Linked DNA regions of Sus scrofa: region 2 is linked to region 1. Evidence: chromatin contacts called from public HiChIP or PLAC-seq data. All regions are on one chromosome and are shown on one strand. The core of a region is the stretch at or near the end of the contact, and the rest is flanking DNA. Distances in the headings are between cores, read along the strand shown. Region 1 holds the start of AXIN2 (axin-2). Region 2 holds the start of CEP112 (centrosomal protein of 112 kDa).

The links. HiChIP or PLAC-seq counts read pairs in DNA pulled down with a chosen protein or histone mark.
Region 2: a contact with region 1 is called in an H3K27ac HiChIP or PLAC-seq map of skeletal muscle, with 5 times the contacts expected there. The contact joins the promoter of CEP112 here to the promoter of AXIN2 in region 1. A contact is called at or near these places in 1 of 5 promoter capture datasets (fetal skeletal muscle) and 1 of 2 datasets of contacts at active chromatin or transcription factors (skeletal muscle).

The regions. Positions count from the first base shown.
Region 1 is chr12:12,339,879-12,346,363 of Sscrofa11.1, reverse strand. AXIN2 (axin-2) reads left to right here and starts at 3,157. Exons shown (of 11, transcript XM_021066736.1): 1 at 3,157-3,274; 2 at 6,027-6,485. The coding sequence starts at 6,140. CEP112 (centrosomal protein of 112 kDa) reads left to right here. Exons shown (of 28, transcript XR_002337057.1): 28 at 6,027-6,081.
Region 2 is chr12:12,811,461-12,818,276 of Sscrofa11.1, reverse strand. It overlaps CEP112 (centrosomal protein of 112 kDa), which reads left to right and starts at 2,473. Exons shown (of 28, transcript XR_002337057.1): 1 at 2,473-2,560.

The DNA of each region.
Region 1 (6,485 bases), core at 1,908-4,407:
TTGGGTTCTTAACCCGCTAATAACAACGGGAACTCCTGGTAACAGGCTATGGAGGAAACAGGATGATTACATAGAAAGAGTCGCCATGTTCCAAGCCCCTACCAGGCGCCAAGCTTCGTGCTGCGTGTTTCTGTCCTCACAACAGCCTCTCTTGAGGGGAGTCCCCTTCTACTTTACAGGTAAACACATGGGGCCTCAGAGCAGTCAGGTGACTTGCAGTCTTTAGAAAGGTCACCTTGCACGTCTCTCTACCTCCTTCCCTAAACAAAGCTACATTGTCTAAGGTGGCGCTTTTCCAAAGAAATAAAAGACAAAGTGCCTGAATCTTAAAGAGCCATGTCCTGGGTCTGAGCTCCTCCGAAGTTGCAGCTAAGTTGCAGCTAGTGTGACTTCCCCTCCAGAGGGGTTTTTGTCACGCTGACTAAAGGTCGGCGATCTGGCCAGGTGCCTCTCAGGGAGCCCTGAGTTTTCTGGGATTCTGGGATTTCAGGCCGGTACACCATTCCAGAAAGGAATTACTCTCTGTTGTATTAAACTTGTCTGCACTTAGGCAAAGTGGGCTGTTGATCCGCTGTAGGGTTTTTCTTTAAAGGAGTGGGGAGCGAGCATGTGCAGAAATCCATCACCTTGCTTTCCAGTTTCCAGGCAACCGTGCAGGATTACAACAAGTCACATGATGCTGCTGCTGCCAGGGAGAAGGGGAAAATGGAAAACTGTGCTATCTTGAGAAACCGGCGGGTATAAGCGAAGGACTTTGGATTCTTTTCCAGAAAGATTATCAACAAGTAGTGGAATACCTAGAGGCATGAGAAGGCTCCTGGCCTCTCAGCCCTTGGCCCAGCCTCACTGCTGGGTGGGAAATGTACCATCAGGGCACAGGGAAGGGGGTGGGGGTTGGGGGAAGGGGAGTCACTGGCCCACAGTGACCGAGCACCTGTTCTGGAAACCGGCTCTCCAAGGGGTTATTACTGAGAGACCCAGACTGAACTCAGCCTTGCTCCTGTGTCCCCATCGCCAGTCCCTTCTTCCTGCTGCTGCAGCCCTGGGAGAATGAAGGAGCAGAAGGCCAATCCTTTGGTTAAAGCGGAGCCTGTGATGATGGGGCCTGGCTGGTGGGGGGCAGTGAAGGGTCAGCTGTGACAGCTGGGAGGGGAGGAAAACCACCCATGAAAACCAAGTTTCCACTTCCTTTTTTAAAGCCTCCTCTTTCTGATCATTGTTTATTTTTATTTTGGATGTTTTGATTTTTTTTAAGTTCCCCTCCCCCATTGCATGTGTGTGTGTGTGTGTGTCCCCGAGCGCGCGCGATCACACACACACACACACACATGCTGCTGTTGTTTACATTGTAGACACTGCTATGGCAATTCATCCCCCTCTTATTACAGTTTTGTTCCTATAATAACACCCTCTGTGGCCTAAAGACTCCTTGGAACCACAGGGACAGCTTTGCTCTTGGCCCTCCTGGGGTCGCCGAAGGGAGTGGCTGTGCCCTTGGCTATGGGTCCTACATATCAGCATTCTGAAAGCATTCTGAAGTGGCCTGGCTTTCAGTGTCCTTGAATCCAGTTGTCCCAAGGCAGGGATGAGTCAGTCACCTGGCCACACTCTCTCACTGGCCTTCCTGGTTTGCCCCAAGGCGGCCGTGCTCCTTAGCCTGGACCAGCGGCTTTCTGCCAGGCTGGCCACCTGGAAAGGTGAGCCCTAGGTGCAGACCCTGGACACAGAGAGGCAGGTCTTGGGGACGTCCCACGGTGCCAAGGAACTGAGAAGTCTGGCCACATGGCTTGCTCAAGCTCTGGTCCCTTGTCACAGCCGGTAGAGGACCTTCCCTGCCCTTTCCCAGCAGATTGTGGGTGCTGACTCTGCTTGCTCTTTTCCCATGAAACCTAAACAGACCGAGAAAACACATTTCTTGTATGCTTTATAGATCCGAAGGTTAATGACAGATTAGAGACGCTGCTGCATTTAAAAGCGTTTGTTATCCATTCAGTCCACTAAGAAAGTAAATGAAGAAAAAGTGAGCAGAGTTGGAGGGGCAAGGCCTCCCACAGCTCTGATGATGCCAGGCTCTTGAACAGATTTGGTCTATACCTTTATGATTCTTAGAAAGAGGAAAAGTCAATTATTAGCTCATCCTATGAGAGATCATTCCTCGGCAACCAATGTTCTGGGTTTGTGGCATATTTTCTTATTACTTTAAGTGAGAAGGTTGTAACTCCTAAACATTATTGGGGAATGTTGGGAAGGATTCGAGGGTGACAGTGGGGTGAGGCGTTTTCAGTGCATTAAAACTGAGAGGGGATGGGGAAAAAGGCATTCCATATCTGTTTAATGTGTAACATATGGGAGGATGGGGGATGCTTCCAAGAGAGTGTTGTGTATGAGGCTGATACAGAAAGATAGTCCAAGTGTGTGGGGGAGGCTTCTGATGGCCAGGTTGGGAAGCTGGGGTTAAGTCTTCAGGGAATTGAGGAGCGCTTCCTAAGGAGGTGTCAGGGCCCATCTGCAGCACTCAGGCCTATGCTGGCAGATTCACGCCCCCATCCTCAGACATCCACACACGGGCCCACCTTGATCCTAACTCACACTCAGATACGGGCGCGCACAAGCACGTACATTTGGCCATCCCCTCCCAGGACCAGCACTTTTACAAGACTCTTCCAGCCCAATTCCCCGGGAAAGTTGAATAGAGGTAGAAAAGTGTTTGATGACCGAGAAAAAAAATTTTTTTTTTTTTTTTTTTTTTTTTTTTTTTCCTGCTTGCAGTTCTTGCCATGGCCAGAATGCTACAATAAACTGTTGCTTTCCAGAGTAGGGGATGACGGTGGGGTGGGGGGGGAGGCGGGGGGAGGGAGCTCGAGCAAAAAGGCCAGAGAACTTGGAAGGCCGAATCAGAACTCGGGCTGAGAGCGCCCCGGTGGCCGCGGGGGCCTGGAAGGGGGCGGAGGAGGGCCGGGGAAGGGCTCACGCCAGAGCTGAGCTTGCTGCGGGGGCGGGCCGGGCCGGGCCGGGGCGGCGCCCGGCGCTGTCCCTTTAAGGCGGGCGGCGCGGGCCGGCCGAGCGCGGCTGTGATTGGCGCGGCGGGATCACTGGCTCCCCCAAGCCCGGCCCGGGGGAGTCGGCTGGAGCCGGCTGCGCTTTGATAAGGTCCTGGCAACTCAGTAACAACCCGAGCGCCGGGAAATAAAAATAACCCTTCTTAGCTATGGATTTTGGGGCCGCCCGGCGTCGGAGGCGCCTGTCTACCCAGCCGAAAGCTTTGCTGTAAAAGGTGGGGGGTGGAGGCGCGGCCCCAGCAGAGCCGCTTCAAAGAGAGCCCCCCTGGGGCCGGGGGCGAGGTCGCGCCCAGCCGCGTCGCGGGCGCCAGGGGCTGGAAGGGGTCCAGCCCAACAGAGACCCGGCCAGGAGGGGGGCAGCGAGCCGGACGGCCCCGAGGAGGGGCGGTGGGGGCGCGGGGGGCCGGTCGGGGCGCGGCCGGCGCGTACCTCCCTTTCAGGACCGTGCGCTCGGCTCGCGCCTTTGAAGTGCACAGTTAAATCCACAGCGCAGTTTTTGTTGGAAGCGCCCGGAGGACATTTGGTGCGCGGAGTGACTGCTGGAAACAGGACCTGTGTTGAAAGCCGGGCCGGGCGGGGGCCGGAGGGGCCGGGGGCGGCCGCGGCGGGGGCGGAGGCCCACTCGGATCTTTTGCATAAAAGGGGCGGTGGGGCGCGCCGCTCCCCCCTCCTCGCCGGTGGATCTCGCTCTAATCCCAGGATTGTTGTTTCCCCGCACTCCCTTCCCTGCCGCGCGACTCCCCATGTTCCCCGACGCCGGGACTGGCCCGGGGGGGCCCGGGGCTGCCACTGCGAGCCGATCCGGGGGCCAGGGCCGGGGCCCTGCCCGGGGCGCCTGCGAGGTCTTGCCGCTGAGCGCGCGCGCGGATCAATGGTGAGTGCCGAGGCCGCGGCTGCGGGGCGGTCCGCGCGCTTTGATGTTCCCGGCGGCCCTTTGAAGTTGGCCGGCCGGCTATTTCGGGGCGCGCTCCGGGCGGGCGCGGAGAGGAGCGGCGGGCCAGGCGCCCAGCGCTCCGGGGGGCTTGGCTGGGCCGCCCTGCGCGCCCAAGCCCCCTCCCCAGAGTGGTGGCCGGGATGGCGGGGGCCCAGGGGGAGAGACTTCTGCAAGTGGCTGCTGCGGCGGGGGCGGAGAGGGGGTAGATTACCCCCTCCCCCTGGGAGTTGCATCGCTGTGGTTGTTATGGATGTGAGTCGGGGTGTGAGTGTGCGCTGGAGTGCCTTTGGAAGGTGGGATGAAAGGGTGGCGGCGCCCCCCGCTTGCCCTCCCCTCCGCCCCTTTCTCCCCCCACCTCTCCCCCCTCCCCATCCTCCCCTCCCGCCTCTCTCTCCTCCCCTCCCAGCCACTGGTCCGCGCTTAGGGGCCCTGAGCGCTGGCCGAGGCTCAGTCTGCGCGCTGGAGCGGCCCGAGCCCCGGGCGCCCGCGTCCCCCGCGTCCCTCCTCCCGCCCGGGCCCCGCGCCCCCGGCTGCCCCTGCCCCTTTTGCGGAGAGGCAGAGACTCCGCGCGTCGCCATTTCTGGACTAGGCTGCTGCTTTCCGTGCTTTTTCTGCGGGCGCCTCCGCGAGCTGCGGCGCCGGGGACCGACCCGCGCCCGAGCTCGGGGTGCTGTGAGCGCCTCCCGGGTCTCTGGCCCCGCGCTCGGCGGCCCTCTCGCCGGGGCTCTGGACGCGTTGGGTTGGATTTGGGCCGGGGGTGGGGGCGGGCCGGTGGGGCTCCGCGGAGATGAGACCCGGGCCTCGGGCCGCCTTCGTCTTCCAGGTAACGGGGCCGCCCCTCTCCCCTCCGCCCGGGTAACGCGGCGCTACCGGCGGCCCCGAGGCTCCGCCAGCCGAGCTCGCCCGGAGGCCTGAGGCCCCGGACGGAGGCCACGAGCACCCACCCCCCAGCCCAGGGTCCCTGGCTCCTGGTTCAGGGTCGCGTCCCATCCTCCCCCCGCACCCCGGCCCTTCCCTGCCCTCTCATTAGTTTGATCCTTCCCTTGTTAGGGAAAGAGGCTTGTTTATTGGCTTGATAAGACTTTTTTCTTTCGGAAAAAAATTTAGGCTTGAGGTCAATAGAGTTTGGGATTCTTGGCACAGGCAGTGGTGGCGTGAGATGGTTTCTGATCCGGTTTTGTAGGGTTTGCGGCTCTGGGAGGTTGGGGGCGGGAGGCACGGGGACAGCGGGTCCTGAGGCTTCCCTGCTCTCTGGCAAAGTTTGAAGATCAAAGTCTTGTCTGAGTGAGTTGATTTCTGGTTTGGGGGAGCCGGGAAGACAGAGGTGTAGACTGAGTCAGATCCTTGGCGGGAGGCGGGGGCGCAGCGAACGTCTACATCTGGGTTGGCCGGGGGTGGGGGCTTCTAGCTGGGAGCCCCGGAGCCCCTTCTGCCCTGAGCTGGGCGGGCTCCCTTCTCGGTTGAAGATCTGAATTTTTAAGGAGTGGGAAGGAGGGAGTGCAGAGGGAGAGGGTGGGTGGGGGGAATGGGAACCAGATGCCGGGGAAGGGCACGTTTGGAGCTCGAGTTATCTGTGCCGAGAGCCGAGTGGGGAAATTTCCCGAAATTGGTTTCACCTGCACACAGCCTGACGGCTCCGGGTGCGCGGCTTTGGAGTTGACGCTATGGGCGGGGGGCGGCCGGGAGGCGCGGGCCGGGCAGCCCAGCGAGCGCGGGGGGCCGGGTGAGTTTTTGGAAGGTTTTTACACCTCCCGAGCCCCTCCGCCCCACCTCCCACCCTCCGGCTCACTCAGCTTCCCCGCCCCTTCCTCTCCCCCCCCACCCCCCGAGTGTAGGGAGCTCAGATTTCGCCTTTGAAAAAGCTGCGTCTGATACTTTAGATGAGCACCTCGCAGATAGCTGGGTTGCTTGATTTGAATTTGAGGAGTTGAAAAGCCTGTTTACTTTCTTGCTTTGATGTTGGGTAGATCTGGTTTTGATTATATCAATACCCTTTTCTCTCCCTCTACCTCCCCCCTTCCTTTTCTTCCCAGAAAGGAGGCTCAGATGAGTCCCTGCTGACTTGAGAGAGAGAGACCACGCTGATTGCTGAGAGGGACTGGAAGAAGAAAAAAAAATTCCTAAACTCAGCAAGAACTCCCTCACCATGAGCAGCGCTGTGCTGGTGCCTCGCCTCCCAGACCCCAGCAGCAGTTTCCACGAGGATGCCCCTCGGCCCCCCGTGCCTGGGGAAGAAGGGGAGACCCCACCATGCCAGCCTGGGCTGGGAAAGGGCCAGGTCACCAAACCCATGCCTGTCTCCTCCAACACCAGGCGGAACGAGGATGGGTTGGGGGAGCCCGAGGGGCGGGCATCTCCGGATTCCCCTCTGACCAGGTGGACAAAGTCACTGCACTCCTTGTTGGGTGACCAAGACGGGGCTTATCTCTTCCGGACTTTCCTGGAGAGGGAGAAATGCGTGGATACCTTGGACTTCTGGTTTGCCTGCAATG
Region 2 (6,816 bases), core at 1,224-3,723, 470 kb before region 1:
GTCAGAGCAACTGTGGCAGAAGTAACATTCCCCTAAGGTAATCTACACACACTAGATGTTCAGTAAATATATGCTGAGATAGGAGTTCCCGTTGTGGCGCAGTGGTTGACGAATCCGACTAGGAACCATGAGGTTGCGGGTTCGGTCCCTGCCCTTGCTCAGTGGGTTGATGATCCGGCGTTGCCATGAGCTGTGGTGTAGGTCATAGACGCGGCTCGGATCCCGCGTTGCTGTGGCCAGTGGCTACAGCTCGGATTAGACCCCTAGCCTGGGAACCTCCATATGCCGTGGGAGCGGCCCTAGGAAAGGCAAAAAAAAAAAAAAAAAAAAAAAAAGGGAACAAAGAAACTACGGACACAAATGCTGCTTATGGCTTCTGTTCTCAATGTTTAAATGGATATAAAATTCATAGGGAAGGAGTTCTTAACCTAGATTCCATAGATGAACTTGATATTTGGAGAGCCCTTTGATTTGTACTCTTATTTTTGGGGTATGTGGGCATTTGATGGTGGTGGAATATGGGAGGCGGAAAGAGTTACAGCTTTTTAGGATTCTCAAAGGAAGATCCTCACCTTAGATTAGGAATCTACTACAAACAAAGGAGGAGAGCTGGAAGTCCACCCATGGCTAGCACTTTATGTGCTTTGTGTAGAACTGCCTGTCCCTTCAATGTTTGTGTACTGTCAGATCTGCTTACCATCTCCTAGGATGAGTTACTTCCTAGAAGCTTCCTTGGTTATTATGCAAAGAGAGTTTAACTGTCTACCAGTTCTCTAACTATGACTTACAGGCTTGAATTCTAAGGTGAACATAGCTCAGGCTCAAGCTGGTATCCCAGCTACATAAGAATAACATAAATAATTATAAAATCCCTACATGTGCATCATAACAACATTTTTGCTTGCATCGCTACATATGTGTGTGTGTGTATGACAATCTGCTGGTTCTTGAAAGTGTAAAGGGAGATTTTCTCATCTTTTTACTTTCACCTAAAGAGAAAAAATATTAAAAAATTTACTTTTAACCTTTTAACTTTGTCACATTTTTTCCTGCTGCAATTATTTCTTCTCAGATGAACTTGACTTTGTTGCATTTTTTCTTCGATCCCCCCTTTTTTCTTCTACTTTTCTGCTCATATTCATTTAAACATCATTTGTCAAATGCATTTCATGTTCTTTCAGCAATGTGGTTTTGAACCTCTTCATTCAGTGGTCAGATTCTTGTATTTGCATGTGTGGGTTTTACAGGCCAGATTCTCTGCGCAAATGACTGAATTATTGATCATTCTTTAGCTATAAACATGTTTAAATAGGCTTTTGAAAAACTAAACCTTCTTAAAAGTATTTCATACTTTTCTTTCCCTTAGCTTTCATAATTTGTCACTGAAACAATGAAAAACCGTTGGTGGGAAAAACTGTTCCTTCCAGTGGGAGAGTTTCAAAAGCACCTTGGAAAGAATACGATTTTACTCTGGAAGCTTGAAAGCAACTGGTTACAAATGAATGAATCTTCTATTTTCTTTATAGAAAATTGAAAAGATGCTTCAAGCTGTGTTTATGTTAGATTTGGCATCACACTGAGTGTATTGCAAAGATACTGCAGGAGGAATCCTGTTGTGAAATTACATGAAAAACTGTGGTAAACTGAATTTCATTTAAGTGAGTGTTTTTACAATTTAAATTTTGTTTTTGCTTGGTATTTTAAAAATATATATAGTTCAGAGCTTTTCCAGAAATGGAATCGAAGACCAAAGCAAACCACAACAGCGATGCAAACATTGAGACTGCCCCCAAGGTGAATGAGATTTCCTGGGAGCAGCAAAAATACATTTTCCACTCAATCTTGTTATTCTACACCGAACTGGTAAACACAAAGACTTTTCATTTTATTTCAGCATCTTCAGAATTTGGGGTAAGTTTCAGATCTTGGATGGTGCTCAATGCAAAACAAACAAACAAACAAAAAAACTAATGTTCATTTTCTTGTTTAGTTCAAGGGCACTCACTTCTGGGTTGTGAGATACCTGGCAGTTAAGTTCTTGCTTCTTTAGACTCATTCAGTGTTGTCTGTCTAAATAAAGGATACACCTCTCTATGAATACCCTTCTGCAATCCCATTTTCTTTACTCTCTACCTGATCTTTCTCTACAGCCCCTAAAGTGTTCATACGCTACTCTCCGAACGGGATGCTGGAGAGTAGCAGTGTCCAGACCGGGGTCCAATTATCCTGGGAACCTCGCGGGGATGGCCTAGGGGCCGCCAGGCTGGGAAGTGAATCTGGAGGCTGCGCGGAGGGCCTGGACGTCGCCATGGCAACGCCGCCCAGCGCGAGCCTCCTCCAGAGGGAGGGGAAACGAGCGCAGGCGTTCCCGGAGCGTCGCCTTGGCAACCGCCCCCCCCCCGCGGCTGGAGGAGTGGGGGAGGGGGGCGGGGGAATGCTTGTGGGGAAGTCCCCGCCTCCGGCCTGCTGGGCGGTGGCGACCGCCGCGGCCCGCAAGGATTTGAAACCGTTTCGTAGCGGCGGCGACGGCGGCGGCGGCGGCCCATCGGAAAGCTTGCATGTAGGGGCGCCAGGTTCTTGTTTATCCGTATTTGCCTCGCCGGTCCCCACACCCAGGTTCTCCAGTGCAATTTTGCGCGGGGGGGATCGCCGCGCCCGTGCGGGCTCGTTCAGGGAGGGGCGTCGCCCCGCAGGCCCCGGGCGGGTTCTTCGGGCCTGTGGGGCGCGCGCCCCGCATGGGGGTCTCCGCGCGGACCGCTGCGGTTTCACTTGCAGGGTGAAATCCGGTCCGGGCCCGGATGGGGCGAGTTCTGATAAAGTTGGATAAGCGGATGGAGGTGGTCAGCATGACGGGGTCCAGAAATCTGACCCAGGGGTCTGGCGCGTGTGAGAAGTCTGTGTACCCGACAAGGTAGGGAAGCGGCCTCGGCCCCGCGGGCCTCGCAGGCCGTCCGCCCCGCGCCCGGTGCGTGTTTTGCCCACTCGGGAGGAGAAGTTACTTCTGGGCACCGCACCGCTTGAGTTGTCACCTCCACCCCTGAACTGGATCGCCGGCTCTGGATTGAGAGCAGAACCCGTGTCCCCCGTCCTTTGTAGGAAGGCCCTGTCCCAGCATCAGGGCGTGCTGGGAGCGACTGTGGGTCTGAGCTTAAGTGTTCACCAGGACACGTTAAGTACGTATGAACAGCTTGTTGCTGATCATCGTGCAGCTGTTTTTAGCATTTGTCCTTCGTGTTTAAAGATGCATACAAATAAGAAAAGGCCCATGAAATGACACGAGTCTCTTCATAGTGGTCAGGCTGCAGTGGAGTGGAGCGCACTGTCGTCTGTGCATTGTCCAGGCCCAGCTGCCACTTCCTGCCGGACCCTGGGTCAGTTCCTTAACCCCAGCAGGCCTCAGCTTCCTCCCCTGTGAAATGGTCCTGAAATAGTGCCTGTCTCCAAGGGTGATGGCTGGGATATGTTTCTAAAGCACTTAACGTGCCAAGGCTCAATCAGTGCTCTGGTAACTGCCCAAACATCTCGTGGTGTAAGCCAGATAAAACATGCACCTGTAGACCGTTTTAGGTTACTGAAGGACGGATTTCAGGTTTTCTTAAATGACCCGACATGTGTATAAAATACAGTTTGATTGAACAAAATTGATATTACACAACTTCGAGGATTAAGTTTCTTTTGTTTGGCAAGGGGCATGATGAGCCACCTGAGGTGTTTTCCTTGTTTAGCTCTGTGGCTGCTTTTTTCCCCCAGGACCTTTTAATATTTGTGGCTTGCTTATGTTTTGCTGACTCCTGTGACAGTTAAGCACCTTGAGAAGGTCTTAGCCCATTTTGTAGCTGTCCTCATAAACACAGGTTTTAAGAAAACACAATGCTGATGGGTTAAATAAAAGACATGATCCAAATGTTTTATCTACAAGCAAGAGCCACTGAATTTACCTCTTTTTTTGCTTTTGCAGTAGTTTATGAGACTGATAGGCGCAAACCTGCGTCAAAGATATAGCTTTACTTACTTTTAAAATCCTAATAATTTAAATCTGCAGTTCTAATAAAGAGTAAAACTCTTTGACTAGCTGGAACTAAGTAGATATGACTTATTTATAAGATGGAATTTGTGTGACAAGGATTCTTTGAAGGTTTGAAACGGTAACTTAGTTTTTTTCAATTTGCATTTTTTTCATCTTGTTGGAGAATAAATAAGGGATAAGGAAAAGCTGATTTTAATTAATTAATTAATTAATTTATTTATTTATTTTGCCTTTTCTAGGGCCACTCCCGTGGCATGTGGAGGTTCCCAGGCTAGGGGTCTAATCGGAGCTGCAGCCGCTGGCCCACACCACAACCACAGCAATGTAGGATCTGAGCCGCCTCTTCGACCTACACCACAGCCCACGGCAACTCCGGATCTTTAACCCACTGAGCGAGGCCAGGGATCGAACCCACCACCTCATGGTTCCTAGTCAGATTCGTTAGCCACTGCGCCACGAAGGGAACTCCAAGCTGATTTTATTTTTTATTTTTTATTTCTTCTTCTTCTTTTTTTTTTTTTTAACTTTTTAGGGCCGCACCTACAGCACATGGAAGTTCCCAGGCTAGGGGTGGAATCGGAGCTACAGCTGTTGGCCTATGCCACAGCCACTGGCCTATCCCACAGCCACAGCAATGCTGTGAGATCCGAGCTGCGTCCGTGACCTACACCACAGCTCACTTCAATGCAGGATCCTTCACCCACTGAGCAAGTCCAGAGATCAAACCCACATCCTCATGGGTACTAGTTGGGTTTGTTACCGCTAAGCCACTATGGGAAGTCTGAGGAAAAGCTGATTTTTAGCTTTTGCCAAGTATCACATTGATTCTTCATTGCGCTTTTTTAAAAAAAATGTGTACTCCAGTATTGCATGTCATTATAGCAATTCCAATTGCATTTCTACTTTTCAGAATACTTCTTTATTAGTTGGCGATATTGCTGATTTATATTTAAATGGCCAGGAGGTGAGAGACAATGGATCTGAGAGCTAAGGATTTCAGAACTCTAATCTGAGCTTTGTGCTTAATTTCATGTCTTTGGATGAGTCTTTTTACTGTTGAGTTTTAGTTTCCTCTAACACTAAATACTAACATTTCCTGCCTGTGTCAAGGGATTTATTGAGCATTAGTGATTATTAGGAATATTTTTGTTTTATGTTATGGGTACCTAGTTAATGGGTGCCCTCAGGCGTATGTTTGAGGACATGGGGAAGATGAACTATTTAAGCCTGAGAGTACACTTCTAGACCAGAGCTGTGCTTAAAATTCTGGGTTTGTGAGTATCCATTTGTTTGTTCACCCCCCTCCTTTTCTTTTTATGGCCACACTTATAGCATATCGAAGTTCTCAGGATAGAGGTTGAATTAGAGCTGCAACTGCAGGCCTACACCACAGCAGCAACACTGGTTCTGAGCTGCATCTGAGCCAGATCCTTAACCCACTGAGAGAGGCCAGGGATAGAACCCACATCCTCAGGGAGACTATGTCAGGTTCTTATCCGGTGGGCCACAGTGGGAACTCCTGCTCATCCTTTTGAATTGTCGCCTTTTAGCTTTATGAGCTAACATCGAGCAGTGGTGTTATAGCCTTCTGTTACCAAGTACGTAACTGATATAGTTATGTATGAATGCAGCTGTAATAACTGTGACATTACTATAAAACACATAACGAAACCAACCAACCAAATAACCCCAAGCCAGCTAATCAATCGAAAAATGCACTTAAAGAAATTTTTTCTTAACAAGTCTTGAATTTGAAAATATGTTTCTTCTACTGTAATGCAGACGGTACAATGAGGAGTTTTGGTAAATAGAATTAAAGTCAGTAGTATTTCTATTTGAGAAGACCTATTTGGTACTCAGAATAGAACTTAAAAAAAAATACAGGTGTACTTTGTATTACTGGACTTTGCTTTATTATGCTTCACATATACTACATTTTTTAACAAGTTGAAGGTTTGCGGCAACCTTGCACTGAGCGAGTCTAATGGTGCCATTTTCCAATAACATTTGCTCACTTCATGTCTCTGTATCAGATTTTGGTAATTCTCATAATATTTCAAACTCTCCACTAGCAGAAAGATTATGACTCACTGATGTCTCAGAAGATGAATAGTATTTTTTAGCAATAAACTTTTTAAAATTAAGGTATATACAGGAGTTCCCATCGTGGCTCACTGGTTAACGAATCTGACTAGGAACCATGAGGTTGCGGGTTCGGTCCCTGGCCTCGCTCAGTGGGTTAAGGATCCGGTGCTGCCATGAGCTGTGGTGTGGGTCGCAGACGCAGCTCGGATCCTGCATTGCTGTGTCTCTGGCGTAGGCTGGTGGCTACAGCTCTGATTAGACCCCTAGCCTGGGAACCTCCATATGCTGCAGATACAGCCCTAGAAAAGGTAAAAAGATGAAAAAAAAAAAAAAAAGGTATATACATTTTTTTGTTGGTATATACATTTTTTTAGCCATACTGCTAATGAATACTTAAGAGACTACAGTATAGACTAAACATACCTTTTATACACATTGGTTTCCCAGTGTATATAAGAGGTATGTTTCTACTATATTTGTGTGACTCATGTTCTTGCGATATTTGCTTTACTGCTGTGGTTTGGAATTGAACCTGCAGCATCTCTGAGGTCTGCTTGTATTAGTCATATACAAGTAGGACACTAATCCCTTTAGTTAGCATTTATTTATCAGTCAGTTTCTCGGCTTTTATTGTGTGTCATGCAGTGTTTTGGGTGCCTACCAAGGTGTGTATGTCACAGTCTCTGCCTTCCAGGAGCATCTCA